Linked DNA regions of Ovis aries: region 2 is linked to region 1. The links are chromatin contacts, called in public Hi-C maps. All regions are on one chromosome and are shown on one strand. Each heading gives the region's core, a stretch centred on a gene start, on an enhancer-like site or on the middle of the called end of the contact. The rest is flanking DNA. Distances are from core to core; before and after follow the strand shown. Region 1 holds the start of ALX3 (ALX homeobox 3). Region 2 has its middle 6.1 kb from the start of UBL4B.

The links. A called contact is a pair of places that touch in the nucleus more often than the background predicts.
Region 2: a contact with region 1 is called in a Hi-C map of skin fibroblasts, with 2.8 times the contacts expected there. The contact joins the enhancer-like site here to the promoter of ALX3 in region 1. A contact is called at or near these places in 7 of 16 Hi-C or Micro-C datasets (hypothalamus, liver, muscle and 3 more).

What each region holds. Positions count from the first base shown.
Region 1 is chr1:87,375,626-87,383,209 of ARS-UI_Ramb_v3.0, forward strand. ALX3 (ALX homeobox 3) reads right to left here and starts at 3,391. Exons shown (of 4, transcript XM_012106972.5): 1 at 3,056-3,391. The coding sequence starts at 3,332. It overlaps LOC114116343 (a long non-coding RNA gene), which reads left to right and starts at 2,754. Exons shown (of 3, transcript XR_003590272.3): 1 at 2,754-3,119; 2 at 7,005-7,205.
Region 2 is chr1:87,412,278-87,419,861 of ARS-UI_Ramb_v3.0, forward strand. No RefSeq gene overlaps it. Among named protein-coding and RNA genes, the nearest start is that of UBL4B, 6.1 kb to the right of the region's middle. Within about 2 kb of position 2,849, at least 7 of the 54 cell types and tissues checked have an H3K27ac peak or open chromatin away from gene starts, as enhancers often do. A contact at or near this core is called in hypothalamus, where this site is marked.

The DNA of each region.
Region 1 (7,584 bases), core at 2,141-4,640:
ACACCAAGCAGCCTCCTGAGAAGCAAGGCCCGGAAGAGAAAAGAGGTGGAGATGGGCTAAATGGAGGGCAATGGTCAAGGAAAGGCAGAGCGGGAACAGAGGCCGGTAGTCTGAGCTTGTCATGCGAATGATGCACTGTAAGCCCGGAGTACATTCAAAGTGTGCACGGGCTCTGTACAGGAGTCACTTGTACCTACTGGGGCCACCGGGAGATTAAGGGGGTAGTGCCCCTGTTGGAGACTGGAAGCCTGGAGCCCAGCACTGAGGTGCCGGGTGGCCTGCACAGCCAGTCTGTCGGCCTGAACGACAAGAGTCAGGAAGAGCATCAGCAGAGCTCGGTCCCTCACTTCCTTCTCTCCAGTGCACTCTCCCACCCCCGGTCCTGCCAGCGACTGACTGGAAGCCATGGCTGCTTGGAAGCCGCACAACTCGGGCTGCCTATAGGGAGCCGCGCTGTCCTCCATGGATGGCGTCCACGATGCCGCAGGACCAGCTAGCCGGCTTTCAGGCTTTCAGCTTTCGCAGGAAAGCTTACTTCCCGCGTGCTCCTGCGCAAGAGACCCGCAGAGGTCTCTGAAGCCTGAGGTTCCCCAGCTCGGCTGAAGATCCGAAGCCGGTGTAGACCTACACGCGGTTTGGAAACACCCAGTGGGGACTTGAGGCTCTCCTGAGAGGTTTCCAATCTTGCTCTAGTCTTAGCGGAGCTGACGACTGGGTACTCTTCTTAAGTCCGAGGCCGGCCCAGGAAGCGCGGCCAGCCGGGTTAGCCGGCTCAGGGCTTCCGCGGCGGCGAGCGCGTTTTGAGATCAAGAAGCCAAACTAGAGGACAGACTGGAAAGGCCCCGGCAAAACAGTGGGGGACGGCCAGGCACCTCTCTGGCCCGCTGAGCAGCCACGCGCTGAGGGCGCGAAGGCTGCTGGCACTGCCCCGACACTACCGCAGTCCAGACCCGGGCTGCGCGCTTTCCGCAAACGGCGGCCACGGGCTGGAGTGGAGCGCGGTGCGCCGGCTTTCGAGCGCTCAATTAAGGGCCTCGCCGGGATCGCGCAAAAGAGGGGGCACAGCTGCTCGCTCATGGTCTAAACTGGAAACGCTCTGAGCTTGTTATTTTAAAAGCCGAGAAATTAGGTGGGTTCTCCCTTTTGACCAACATTTCCCACCAACCAGACTGCACGGCCCGGATTCCCCGGGCCGTCTCTCCCTAGCAGCCCGTCTCTACATCAGGGACGCAAGCCACCCGCCCACCAGCCGAGTTCCAGCTAGGGCACCGGGGAGGCCACTGGCGGGCCGGGGGATCTACCCAGTTTCGGCTCGCATTCGCCGCGCCTCCTTTTCGTTTGGTCTGTCCTCTGCCCAACTCGCACCGTTAATTTCCCTCTCCTGCTTGTTCCCATTTTGCTGTTTCCTGCACTTTTAGGATGCCTCTTTTACTTCATATTGTCTGCTGCTTCTCTTTTCGTCCATTCCCTTCCTCTCCATTTACCCTCTTCCTTCGATCCTCCTCCGCTTTTTTTTCGTTCTTTCTTCATTTCTTTCCGTTCTGCCCAGTTCGCTGACCGCCTTTTACCTTTCTTTCTTCCCTCTCTCCACTGTTGTTTTGTCGAATTTCCTTTTCCCTCTTTTTGGTTGTTTACACTTTTTGGGTTTTTTCCCCCACGCATTTCGTTGTTGACACCGTCGCGGTCACTAGATTCCTCCTCGCCGCTCTTTCTGCTCCAGCGCTCTCAGCAGTTTGCTCGGCGCCGGGGTCGTTCGCGATCCCGGCTGTCCGTCTGTGATTCATCGTGCCCAGCAGGGACGCTGAGCCGCAGGGTGCGTCCTGCCGAACGCGGCGCGTCAAGCCAGGCCAGGTACCTGTGTCCCGGGCGGTGCTCACGGCGCTGCGCGGCCGCCGCCGTCTGGCTGGGATCAGAGGAGCCAGGCCAACTGCTTCTCATTAAGTCCCAACTGTGGTTTTTATCAGGAGAGCCTCTTTCAAAGGGCACAGACACGAAGCTCCGCGGACTCGCTCATTTCCTCCACTGACCCCCACACACCTCCCTGCCCTCCCTTACACGTTCTCACCGCCCCGACTGGGCGAAGGCCGGAGCTGCCTGGCCACTCCGCAGAGGCCCGCGAGGCGCCAGCGGGGCAGAGGCGAGTTGGGAGGCGATCTCGAAGGATTCAGCTCAGGGCCTAAGCTTCGGGATGTGGCAGCAAATATGAGGCGGGCGCGGGCACCGACACTTCCACAGGTCAGTTGGTGCAGCGACAGCCGCGGGGTTGGGTTCAGGCCCGCTTAGGCGCGCTCTTTGGAGACCGCACGGTCCAACTGGCGTTAGCGCCCAGGGCATCAGCCCAGGAACAGCCCAAGGCACCCAGAGCTTAGGCCCACTCCCGACGGCCCCGCCGTGATCATCCAGCGTGAGGAAGCCAAGACTGCTAGAAGGGCGGCCATCGCCGTGCATACGACGGAGAGGCCAGGTTAGTCTGGGAAATAAGAACACAGTTATTCTGATCTGAGAATGGCCCGGGACTGCCTCAACAACCGCGGCCACTGTACCGAGCGCCATAAGGCGCAGACAGCAGCGCCTCTCCCGGGGGAGGCCAGGCCGCAACCTCCCTCGGCTGAGTCCGGCGTGGCCACTGTAGATCCGGGCCACTCTCAGAGCCGCCAGACACAAAAGCCGCGCTTCTCTCACCGCACCGGGGCCAAGAGTTAAGCCTGGCTCCCGGGCCTCGGCGTCAGTTCCCGCCCAACTCCGGCAAGGCACGATCTCTGCTTCCCGGTTCCGGCCGTCTTCCGGCCCAACGGGGCCCGGGGCCGTCGCCACTCCAGCCTCCCTGGACCTCCCGCCTCCCTTTCCCGCCGCCAGAGGCACGCGTGGCTCTGCCTCCCCGCACAGCGCTACCTTTCGCCCAGTGCGGACCACCTCCGGTCCGGCTTCAGAAAGAGCCGTGCAGAGGGGCGAGAGAGGCAGAAACTTCTGAAATAGGCGACCGGGAGAGGGAAGCGGGGAGGCCCCGGCGGGCCCGGGGTGTGAAAAGGGAGAGCGCCCCCGCGCCGCGCGTTACCTTCCTCGGGGCTCTCGTAGAAGTGGCCGCCGTTGAGCGCCGGGCCGGGCCCGAGGTCCTGCAGGTACTTGGCGGGCGGCTTGGCCGGCTCTGGGAGGTAGGGCTCCAGGGGCCCGCAGGCCGGGAAGCGGGTCAGCCGCGGGCCGCGGGGTGGCGCGGGGTGCAGGTGAGGCGCGGCGGCGGGGGTTCCCTGGGGGCCCGGAGGCTCGTCCCCGGCGGCTGCGTAGGGGCCAGGCCCGGGCCCCACGCCGAAAGGCGCGCAGCGCTCCGGGTCCATGCCGGCTCGGGGCGCACAGGCCGCCGGGGGCTCCGGGGCTCGCGCTGCCCGCGCGGCCTGTGAGCGCCCGCCAAGGGGGAGGGACCTGGGCGCGGGGGCGCGGAGCCCCCGGGAGCGGCGCGCGCCGCAGGGGGTGGGGGCGGGGGGGGGCGCAGGGGAGGGGGCCGCACTCTGACTTAATGCTGGAACCATCCACGTCACGTGCAGCCCCGCGCGGGTTAACCCCTCGGAGCCCGGTAGCCCCCTGGTTCACTCCAGTCCCGGTACCAGAAGCAGTGGGAGAAGGGGAGGAAGCCACCCCCTCTCTCGAGGGTAGAGTCCGTTTTGTCTGTGCATCTTGGCGAGACCCTTGTTTAGAGCAGCGCTGGCCCAGATACCCGGCCCGGAGGCTCTTGACTCTGGAGGGTGAGACACTTCAGGGTAGAGACCCCATCCACGCCCAACAAATCCTTTTAGGTCCGGTCTCCTGACTTTTAGTCTGGGATAATGGCCAGGGAACAGGTAGGGGCTGGGCTGGGACGTTTACTCTCTTTACTGGGAGTTGGAAAAACTTGGCCTTCAGCAAAAACACCTCCGTTATAGAGATATCTTGTTTTTTCTCCAGGTGAGGAGTCATTGCTGTGTGGAAACAGCTCTAATCTGGTAATGGGTGCTGGGGGCTGGGAGCAGGGTGTGATAATTAATTAGCTGTGGGGCCTTGAACTAGTCACTTAGAGTCCTCATCTGCCTGTGGACATTGGACAGTCAGTCTTCTGAGTCTATATATATTCCTGGTGAGTTTCAGAAGCAGAGGCAGGGGCAGAGAAGACAGCTGGGCTGTAGAGGCATCTCAGGACTGAACAGAGTCCACCAGAGGTTACCTTAGGAGCAGGTGGAGGAGTTCCTAGCGGGTTTTGTGTTTGAACAACAGGCATGCAGTGAATGCATTTTAATGGGCAAATGATCTGAAAGTGCCTAGGGACCCCTGGAGAGGGGCTGTCTGTAGCTCAGACCTTGGATGCTGTTACCCCAGGCCTGCCACTTTAAAAGGACAAAGTAGGACCATGTCACCTAATAGCTGGGTCTCCCTAGCCAAGAGGAAGCCCAGGACTAGGGCAGTAACTTAGAATTTTTTAAAAGTCAAACAACCTCCACCTTATCTAAGATCTGGGAAGAAATACCTGTGAGCCCTAGAACCCTGCTCACTTTTGCGGATTGAGAAGTCCCTAGTTCTGGGTCACACAGTTTTTTATTTTCACTGCCTCCAGAGATTAGCAAGAAGGATGGGGAGTCCAACATCATTTGTATTTCATTTGAATTCTCAATTTTTAAAGGAATCCAAGGGGCCTGGTGTGAACACCTCCCTCTTCCGCTGGGGGCTTAGAGGGGGTTTCTTGGCTGTCCTCAGCCAGAGTTGGGCTGTAAATCAAGGGCAAACAGGAACCAGAAGCCTTGCATCTCACAAGTAGTCATTAAGCCATTATTAAACATACCATAACTTCTCTGAAGCCTTATTGGTTTAAACACCACATTGGAGGCATTATGGCCATTAGGGCCCCTAATCACAGACTGCAGACTGGAGTAGTGGGATGGGAGCACCTGGAGCTGCTATTTCCAGCCAAGAGGGAGGTTTAGCTTGGAATTAAGCTTCCTCTTTGGCCTTACCAGGGGCATCCATTCTCTAGGATCCAGTGGATCCCAGCTCTGGGCGGCCAACTTGTATTGATCACTTTTGCCCATTCATAGGGGTTTTTCAATAGATATTGAGTTAGTAAATCAACTTACCTCAGTTTAGAAAATAATAGTTATTGGGTTAGGGCTGTAGATATTGTTGGCTTTTTTCAGGAGCATGTTAATGTCAATTCAGGGCACGTTTTCTGTCCAACAAAGTAATCAAGTAGCTTACTGTGGAAGACGAAAGTATGACAGAAAAACATCATCAACAGTCTAAACAGGGCAGCCAAATTTAAGTGCCAAGTGTTTTGCCTCCAATGATAACCTTTCTGAACCTCAGTTTACTCATCATAAATGTGGGCCCTACCCATGAACAAGGAATATTTGAGGAACACTTATTTGATGGATGTGATGAACTGTGTTCATTTAAGAGATTTTTATTATCATTAAGAGATCCAGAAACTGCAGCCAGATTTCTGGGCTACATCACTGAATTGGTGGAAGGCTCCATAGGCTCAGATGGAAGGTTCTATGATTGGGAGCTGAGCAGAGAGACCTAGGTACCCACACTCTTTTCCAAACCCAGAAATTCCTTCTCCCTTTCTCCCCCTCTTTGAACAGAACCAATTTCCATGCTGAGATGGTGTTCCCAATTGAACCGAGGTGGCAGGAAATCCCAGAGTCCATTTAAGGTGGGTCAGATAGATAGGGTTGCCCCTCTGGCAAGGTTTTCTTCCAGGACCATGCAAAAGAGTTCTTAAAGGGGCCCTTCCTGCCCCCTCTTAGACACCACTAGTGCACAGTCATCTTTATCCATATGTGGTCTGGCCAGTCTGATGGGGCAGGAGCATAGAAAAAACAAAAATGTAACCTCAGAGTTTCAAGGTTTTCTTTCTTAGGAGAGCTGAGAAATCATGAAGTAGCATAGGGGACCTCATTTTACAAATAAAAACAGTAGCTAACACAGGTAGTGTCATATAGTGTGCCAGGCACTGTCTAACGTATTCTCTATTGATTTACTTGACCCTCATGACAACCCCAGGAAGGAGACACAATTATTATCCATATTATCAGAGAGAAACTGAGGCCACACAAGGGTGCCATTTGTCCAATGTGGATATCAGTGGCAGATCGAAAATTTACGCTCAGGCCCATGGTTCCCACCAGCTATCTCTGAGTTGTTCTTCAGCGAACATAACAAAACTGGAACCATTAGTTGCATACCTCCTTCTCCCAAGGGAAGGTCAGGACTTCCTTTTTTTAATGGATATTTTTTGGCTGTGCCGGGTCTTATTCGCGGCACACAGGCTTTCCCTAGTTGCAGCGCACAGTCTTCTCCTGTGCACAGGGGCTTCTCTAGCTGTGGTGCTCAGGCTCCGTAGTTGTGACATGTGGGCTAGTTGCCCTGCAGCACTTGGGATCTTAAGTCCCCCGACCAGAGATCAGACCTGCATCCCCTGCATTAGAACGTGGATTCTTAACCGCTGGACCACCAGGGAGGTCTCAGCACTTCTTCCTGATGCAATTTGAGGCCAAAGTGGATGGGAACAGAGTTGGTCCAAGATGGAGCCATATTGCTGCCTTTCTGATCACCAAATGACAGTTTATTGAGACTTGCCATGCCCAGCTGTTGGTGGTTGGGACAGTAGGTGGAGGGGGGTTTCTGCTAAGCTGAGACCAAATGAAACAGCATCTAACACCTGAGAGGTTTTATGACCCACCAACACAGCCAGATGTGGGGCAGAGTTTTAAGAGAATTGGTGAGTTCACCATTCGTGCTGTTTAATAACCAGTTGAATTACAATAGCATTATGTCACTGATAGAGTGTCCAGAGACTCAGTGAGATGAGCTGAAAGGATGATCCAGATAATTCTGGGTCCTATCTTTAAAAACAGAAGGAAAAGAAAAATCGCTCCACCTGCTGAGAAAAACTACTTTCAAAATGGACATGATGCTTACTGGCTGTTTCTAGGCAACTGTTTTACACTGGCTGATTGTTTCATTCATTCATTTAATAGGAGGACCTACTCTGTGACAGGCATTTGCTGGCAGTGGGATACAGCAGAGAGCAAGACAGACGTGACCCCTGCCACATGTCAACTTTGCTGGAATGGAAATGTCTCCTCCACAATGAAAAAAAAAAATCATCATTTGGATGTGAATCAAAATGGAATCTGGTCTCCAGAACAGAACTCCTGGCCTCTAGCCTCAACTTTAAGGTTGGTTCTTGAATTGAGCATTGGTCCCAACTTCAGCTTTCTTTCTCTTTCTGCCTGCCCTCAGCCTGTGCCACACGAAGGTGAATGTGCCCCTTTATCTCCCAGGGGATGTCCAAGAGCAGTCAGAACAACAGGAAAGATGGAACCTCAGATCTGACATTTCTTTGACATACAAAACTTCCTTCCAGACAGGAAAAACTCAGTTGCTTTCTCTTTTTTTTCTTTGAAGGCAAGACAGTCAATATTACTCTTGTCCTGTTTAGACTTTGAAATCCTAAATTGATCCCTATGAAAATTCTGGGATGGGGAGCCCACGTAGATTGTTTCTCATTAGTGACATTCTTCCTGGAAGGTCAGACTAAGGAATGGTAAATAAACC
Region 2 (7,584 bases), core at 1,599-4,098, 36 kb after region 1:
TTTACCCTTCTCCTCAGTCATGAGCTAGAGAGGATGCTCTGTGGTTTTGGACAGCTCAGGAGATTCCTGCACTGACCACTCTGTGACCCCTGAAGCAACTGAGGGGAGAAGAGCCTCTCTGCCAACCCACGAGATTCCCACCAGACCCCATTCTTGGGCCACTGGTTTCTGTCTGGCAAAGAACCCAGCCCGGTTACTTCTGTCTTTGCTCAGCGAAGGGGCCAGAGGGTCTCAGGGCTGAAGACCAGATCTCCAGCACATAAACTTGGTCAGAAGCCAAAGTCTCGATTCCATTTCCCCACAACTCTCCAGGCTGGAGGCTTCCTCTTCTCCTCTTGGCTCCCACACCCTGCTCCCTGGTCCCCGGCTGTCACTGCAGACACACCACTCCTATAGACACCGGCATCTGATGGGCCTCTGCAAGCCAGTGTCCAGAGTTAGGGCTGCAAGACCAGCTCTTGGGCTGCAAGAACAGCTCTCAGCCTCCAATCAGCCTGACTCTCCCATCTCCCGGCCACTGCCCACTGCTTCCCAGGCCTCTTTGAAGTGCCTTGTGTCCAGACCAACTGAAAATGCCAATTTTCAGATTCAGTTACTGAATCTGAGGTGCAGGGTTCTGCTAAGCGGGAATACATGGGTATTAAGATACTAAGAGTGTCAACGGTGGGGAGTATTTTGGAGAGCCCAAGGGAAGGACAGGTCTGACAGCTTGCTCATGGCCCCCTGGGTATTCTCTAGTTCTCTTCAAGACAAAGAGCCCCTGCCCTAACCCTAACCCTGCCATTCGAGACACTTAACTCTTAATCAGGTCCCTGTGAGAGAGAATAATGAGTTGACTTGTCTAGGAGCCCCAGGAGCACTTGTTAGTGAATGAACTTAATGTCCAGCATGGTATTTTTACAGCTGAGAAGCTCTTGATCCCTTGTTGGTGACCTCGGGAAGGCTATCACCTGGGAGTTCAGGCCGCCAGTCCAGCAGCTGGTCTCTTGGGTTTTGATACCCAGGCTGACTCAGTTCTGATCATCTCCTAGGAGGTGAGGCAGCCCCTGATTGGGCCCACGTTCTTCCATTGGTTGATATACCCCATGCTGTTCCCTGGAACATCCAACCAGCTATGGGCTGGATTAGAAATTTTCCCTCTTGCTTTTGGCTCCTGCCTTTTCTAATGACCAGCTGCATGTGGTTAGTGCTGTCAGCTAGAGGAGCAAGAAGTCACCCACTACAAGATCAGCAATCTGCTCAGCCCAGTGCCCCACCTGCCAGCTGAAACTCCTCAGGGTCATCCAAGCCCAAATCAAATCCAAGTTGACCAGCTGCTTTGTCGGCTGTAGTTTAGCCTGTCTCTTCCTGACAGAGGCCTGCCTGCCAATTCATTCGGTTCCCCCTAGCCCAAGCTCACCTGGTCTGTTCCCAGATTTCTTTCATCTTTTCTCTCTGGACCTCCATTTTGGTCCCTACATCTTTGGAGCAACAGTCACATGGGTGGTTATATGCCATATTCCCTGGCAAGAGCCTGCCTATATCTCAACTCAGAGAAGGGGCAGGTGGGCAAGAATCTCAGCTAAGGGCTGGCCTGAGCATCCTCAGGTCAACAGCCAGGCTGAGAGGGTGGCACAAGCTGCCCTGTTGGAGGACCAGCCTTGGCATCTCCCCAGGAGCAACAAAGGGCCCCTTTGGTCCTGAAGAATGGGTGTGGCAGCATCTTTAGAGATGCCTACAGGCTTCTCCACCCTGACCCCATGGCAGACTCATGAAGCCAGCAAGAGCAGGCGGGATTCAGGGCAGGACTCTGTGGGCACCTCCTCTGTCTTCACTTTTAACACATCATGTTTGATCTTTGCTGCATAGTGGAGGGTTCCTGCCGCTCTGATTGATGACACAGATCTTCAAAGGAGCTGTCATCCCTAGAGGGAGGGAAGATTAATCAAAGCTGTTCCCAGGGGGGTATCTATCCACCAATGCTAGGCCCTCTGGGACCTCTCTGTCCCTCAGCCAGGTCTCTGTAGCTGTTACCATTCTGCCTGATCCTGGAGCCCTTTTGCTTCTCCACTTAATCTGGCTTAGATGTGAAGAAATCTATTTTTCTATTGTTGCAGCCAAGACAAGACTATAATTTTGTTTTGTTTTAGGAAGCTAAGGGGGGAATGGGGCTCAGGAACTGGAAGACACATGATGGGTTACAGAGCATCAGTCCTAGTGGAACCAGAATCTGCCCCATAACACTGTACCTGGCCTGACATATCAGCCCCCACCTCAGCCACCAGGACCCTGTAGCTTTCCCTACTCCCTGACCCCGGATGAGGAAGGCAGATTCCTACTGGGCCCCACACATTCTCCCCTACCCCAACCTAAGGGCTTCCCTGGTGGCTCAGCGGCAAAGAATCCGCCCGCAATGCAGGAGAAGTGAATTTGATCCCTGGGTCGGGAAGATTCCCCTGGAGAAGGAAATGGCAACCCGCTCCATTATTCTTGCTATTCTTGCCTGGGAAATCCCATGGAGAGAGGAGCCTGGCGGGCTACAGTCCATGGGGTCATAAACAGTCAGACACAGCTTAGCCACTAAGCAACAGCAACCCCACCCCAGGCCTCTGACACCATTTGATCGGGTGCTGCACACAGCCTCCCAGAGGACTTTAACACTGGCCTGGGACAAGGCTTTTCATGGTTAGCCCCTGCATGCTGCCCTGACGGACACTGAGAAGCTGGTAATGGCTTTTTCTGCCTGAGCTTTCTCCCCAGAGCCACGTGTCTGTCCTTTTTCTAGGACAGAACACTGCTTCTCCCCTCTCACTTGCCCTTCTAGTTGCCCCACCTGCCAAGTCTGAGTCCAGCCTGAGCCCCACCTCTTGCTCCGGGTAAATTGGCAGCACAGAGTTCCTCCCCACTGTCTAGCGCAGACGTCTGGCACAGATTTAGTGTGTGAGGAATGTTTGTGGAACGCAGGCATGGATGCAGCATGAATAACCAGCTCTGGCTCCAAGCAGCTGACCCCCCACCCTACCCTCAGTCCCAGGACCCACGGATGGCTCCGTCTCTGAGGAGTCATTTTGCTGATTTCTGAGGCTTTGTAATGCACCCCTCTGAAGTTCAGAGCACATTTAGTGTGTTTAAATGAGTGTCAGGTACCATGGCTACAGCCTGAAGCTGACTGTTTTTTATCATCTAAAACCATGCAGCCAAGGGTGCAGATGGGCTGAGAGGATGCCCGGTGTGGCTCATGGTAGAAGCACCCCCAACTGAGATGACGGGCCACCAACCACATGACGGACAGGGCCTTCACCAGGGAAGGGCCTGGGAAGGAGGGAACACCACTCAGCAGCACTGCTGGCTGGGCATTCCTACAGCCCTGGTGGAGCAGAGATGGTGTGGGAAAGAAGCCCTTTGCGGACCCCAGCTTAGGTTGGCAGTGTGTGTATGTGTGTGTGTGTGTGTGTGTGTGTGTGTGTGTAACAGTGAGCAATCGCTGAGGGCTGCTCCTCTGGGGCACCTACATGCACTGCAAGGATTTAGGGCGTGACGTGGATAATTCAGTTTTGGCTGCAGTCAAGAATTCTTGCGTAAAGGTGACTGGCCCCTGCCCAGTTATTCTGCCCATCTCTCGCCCCCTACCCATCCCACCCCTACCCACTTCAGCTAGAGTGAGTCCCACATTCTTACACACGGGCTTGTGCCTGCCGGGCTCTCAGTCAAGCTGCTCCCCCTTCAGACACACCAAGCGCCCTCCCCGATGAAGCTTCTCTAACCTAGACCTCCCTCCTGGTGGAGTTGGGAGTTCCTTCCTCTCCATGGTCACGTTTATGCCCAGTGCTAAAATGACAGGTCTCTCTGTATGCATCCTCCACACAGGGACATGTCTTTCTATCCTCTCTCCCTGCTTCAGCACCTGGCACAGTGCCCAGCTCAGGGTGGGCACTGATGTTTGTGCCCGGAGAATGGCTACCCAGAGCATGACCCCTGAGGGTGGAAGAGGGGTGACTTCCATCTGCAGGAGGACAGGGCTCATCTCCACTTGAGGCTCTGGACCCTGTCCCAGGACTGTGTGCCCGGGCCCAGAGAGGGTGGAGGCCCTAGGTATGGTTGGTTAGGACTGCTGGAGCTGGCCAGGGAGGTCGCCAGTGACATCTAGTGGTCACAGTAGGCTGCAGCCCCACAAGGGTTTCCAGAAGGTGTGAGTCTGAGTGGGATGATGTATGCGCTGCACTGGGCTTCTGAGGGGCTCCCAGCTAGTGTGACATCTCCAGGGCGGCAGGCCAGCAGTGCAGGGCAGGACCTAAGTTGTAGGGCGCAAGGACAGAGGCCTGGAGAGAGGCTTGGCAGCCCACAGAAGCTGCAGCTACATCCCCTGGGTTCCCAAGGCCCGCTGTGATCCCCTGCCCTCCATCTGCTCCAGCTCCCTCTCCCTGCCTGCTTGGGCCTATCTGCCTCAGTCTTGGCCCCTAAAACAGTGTCGGGGGCTTTGGGTCCCCACTGGAGCAGCCACAGACCACTTGGGTATGGCTGCTGAGACAGCCAGTGCCAGCCAGCGGATGAGGGACGAATCATGGGCCTCACTTATCTACGGAACACCTGCATGCCAGGCTTCCTGGAGAGCACCCAAGGACGGGGCCACCTAAAGAGCTGCCTGCTTGGTCCCAGGCCAGCCCTCACTGGCCTGGCCCGAGCAGCTCTGGGAGACCCCTCCTCAAAGGGGCAGGGGTTACCTGATCACTGCTACAGGCAGTGGCACAGACTCCACAGTGGTGGCCTGAGGGCAGGTTCAACGCAGGGCTGTGTCTGGGGACTGGCCTGTGCTCTGCCTGCCTGCTGGTCAGCTCTCTCTCCTGCGGGGCTCGCAGAGGCTGCATGTGTGCTCAGGAAGTGCTGAAGGTGAGGCTGCCTGGGATGGAGGAGGCAGGGGCTGCTGGAACAGGACTTCAGGCTCTCCAAGTCTGGACTCCACTTTCTCTGCTAGAGTTTTTCCTGTGAGCCATTTCCAGACTATAAGGAGAGGGGAAGAGGGACACTGTTCTCAGCAGAGGGGCCTGCAGAGGTATTCCTTGTCCTTTTCTTGCAGTAACAATTCCTTCCTGTTTCTCCTTCTCCCCTTCCTTCCTTGCCTGGCAGAGACGTCCCTTTGTCCCTTCTCCCTGCCGCCTCTGCACAGCTCCTCTGCCTGCCCCTCACTCCTCTTTTCCCTCTGGACTCCTCTCCTTTCTGAGCATGGTCTGTGCTCAGCCCGCGCGTTCTCCACCCCCTCCTCTCTCCACTGCTTCTGCGGTTCCACCTGCCTTTCTTCTGCTTGCTTTTTCTCCATCCCCCCGTTTCTCAGTATCACTCAGTCCTCCTCCAGCTAGCATCCCCCACCCCCACCCCCCCCCCCCGCCGCCCCACCTCCCCTGGAAGGCCAGCCTGACATTTCTAAAGTCTAATCATAACTTGATAACTTACCCGGAGAGTGAGGTGGGCAGAGGCATAATGTCCCTGGCTCATGAGCCTTTTGACCAGCCCCAGTCAGTGGTTGTAGATTAGGCAAAGCTCAGGGCACCGCCACTGCCAGCTGTCAGCCAGCATCTCCTGGCCCCTCTCTGCTCTTGGTCTGCTGGGTCTGCAGAGGCTGCTGTAGGAGGGCTCAGCCCGCTTGTGGGGCATCACACGTGGGCATGTATCTTCATGCAATGGGGTCTTCCCCTGACAGTTGGGGGTAACAGCTCACATTTCCAAGTTTTTATAAATACACACTGAATGTCTTTATGGGTCAGGCACTGTGCAGGGTCCTGGGGGCATGACCTCTCTCTTGAGACCGTCACAAGGGAGGGGAGGCATTAGAGGAAGCAAATGAGGTTCAAGGAGCAGGCTGCTCAAGGTGGCCCCAGGCTGGCCACTGGACCCTTGGCTTTTATCCTACGGAGTTCAAGCCCTTGTGTGCCAATGTCCCAGAGTCCTACACGAAGGGCTCCAGGCACCCAAGTGTTCTCCCTCCCGCTCCTCCTCTCCTGAAGACTTTATGCTGGTTTTCCTGTGGCACGATTGCACTTAAAGTTGTTTGTCAGAGGGGCTGGGACCCACCACTGACCAGCGTTCTCTCTGTACACGTTTGTTCCTTTCCCTCAAGTCACAAAGCACACTCATTCCCACTAATCTTCCTCCCTAATTATGGCAGTCGTTGTCTGATTGCCTGCTCCGATTACACAACTGCATTTCCTCATGCTAATTGCATAATGAAGACAAGCAATTGCCTGGGAAAAAATTATTAAATTTCCAAGCTCCAAGTATGATTTGAGGGCCCAACAAGGTTCCTCCATTACCCTCGCTGGCGAGGGCAATGGGGGCTCCAACACAGAGGCAGGGGTCAGTGGTGACCATCTCTCCTAATGGGGACATGCTAATTCTAAGGCTTCTGTCGTTATGGCCCCCTAGCACACTGGGACTCTCTAGATCAGGAAGTGGCTTTACGTGACCCAGCAGCTCTGGCCCTTGAACCCTTGGTCACAGAGGTGCCAGTCTGCAAGTGGCCACTAGCTTTGAGGAGCCAGAGCCTGAGCTGTGGTCTCACCTGTTTCTAGAAGCCCAGGCGCAACCTTTCTTCCCCAGTGGCTGGGGCAATCCAGGAGGTCTGGCTGAGGCAGGTAGCTGGTTCTCTTCTTCCTCCAAGCCCAGGACTCAGGCCCCTGCTCTTTCCTCATAAATTCCATAGCCTGGGAGAGAGATTGCAGGCCACTCCCCTCCCCATTTCACTTTCCTTCCATCTCCAGCAGAAGACGACTTAAACCTTGCCCCCAGGAAGCCTTTCTAGGTTAGCTCTGCTCTGGGCATCTTTCACAGTAGCTCCCCCCACCACAACCTTGTCTGTCTCATGGTTTGTCCATCACAGGGTCCTTCCTTCCAGAGGCTGGGAACTCTCAGATGGCCAAGGAGAAACCTCATCCATCCTCAGCTCCCTCAGCAAGACAGATGTCCTTCCATCGTGGAGTCCATGGGGCCCGCATGCACTGTATGAACATCTGCAATTTCTATCTTATTTCAAATGCACCAAGGGAGGCGGCTGTTTAAAGAATACTATAGAAGATCCTTTGGTAAAGACTGCAATCACTTTCTGACTTATTTTTTTATGTAATTTTGGATTTTCATTTCTCTGGGGGAGATGGAGAGGCTGCAAGCAGGTTCATTCGCTTCCACAGCCTGCTGTTCTGGACCTTGCATCCGCCTGCATGGCTCAGCGTGTTGACATTTATCATCTTCATTCAACAAACGTTCATGTGAAGCCTTCTGTGTACCAGTCTTTGTGTGCTGGAGGCAGGGTTACAGAAACAGATGAGACTCATTCTCTGCCACTGAGAGTCAGTGAGGGAGACACAGACATGTATCAACACAAGTAATGCTCAAGGAGGGTAATGGCTGCACAGAGGCAGGTGGGATTACCTTCACCTAGGACTGGGGAAAGTAGGGAAGGCTTCATGGAGGAAGTGGTTTTAACCAGCGTTTAGAAGGATGAGCTGAAGCATTCTAATGAAACAGGTTAAGTAGAGGAAAAGGCTGGTGGGTGTGGCTGGAGTGGAGGATGCCAAGTGGGGAAGGCTGAGGGGAAGCAGAGCCAGGTCATGATGC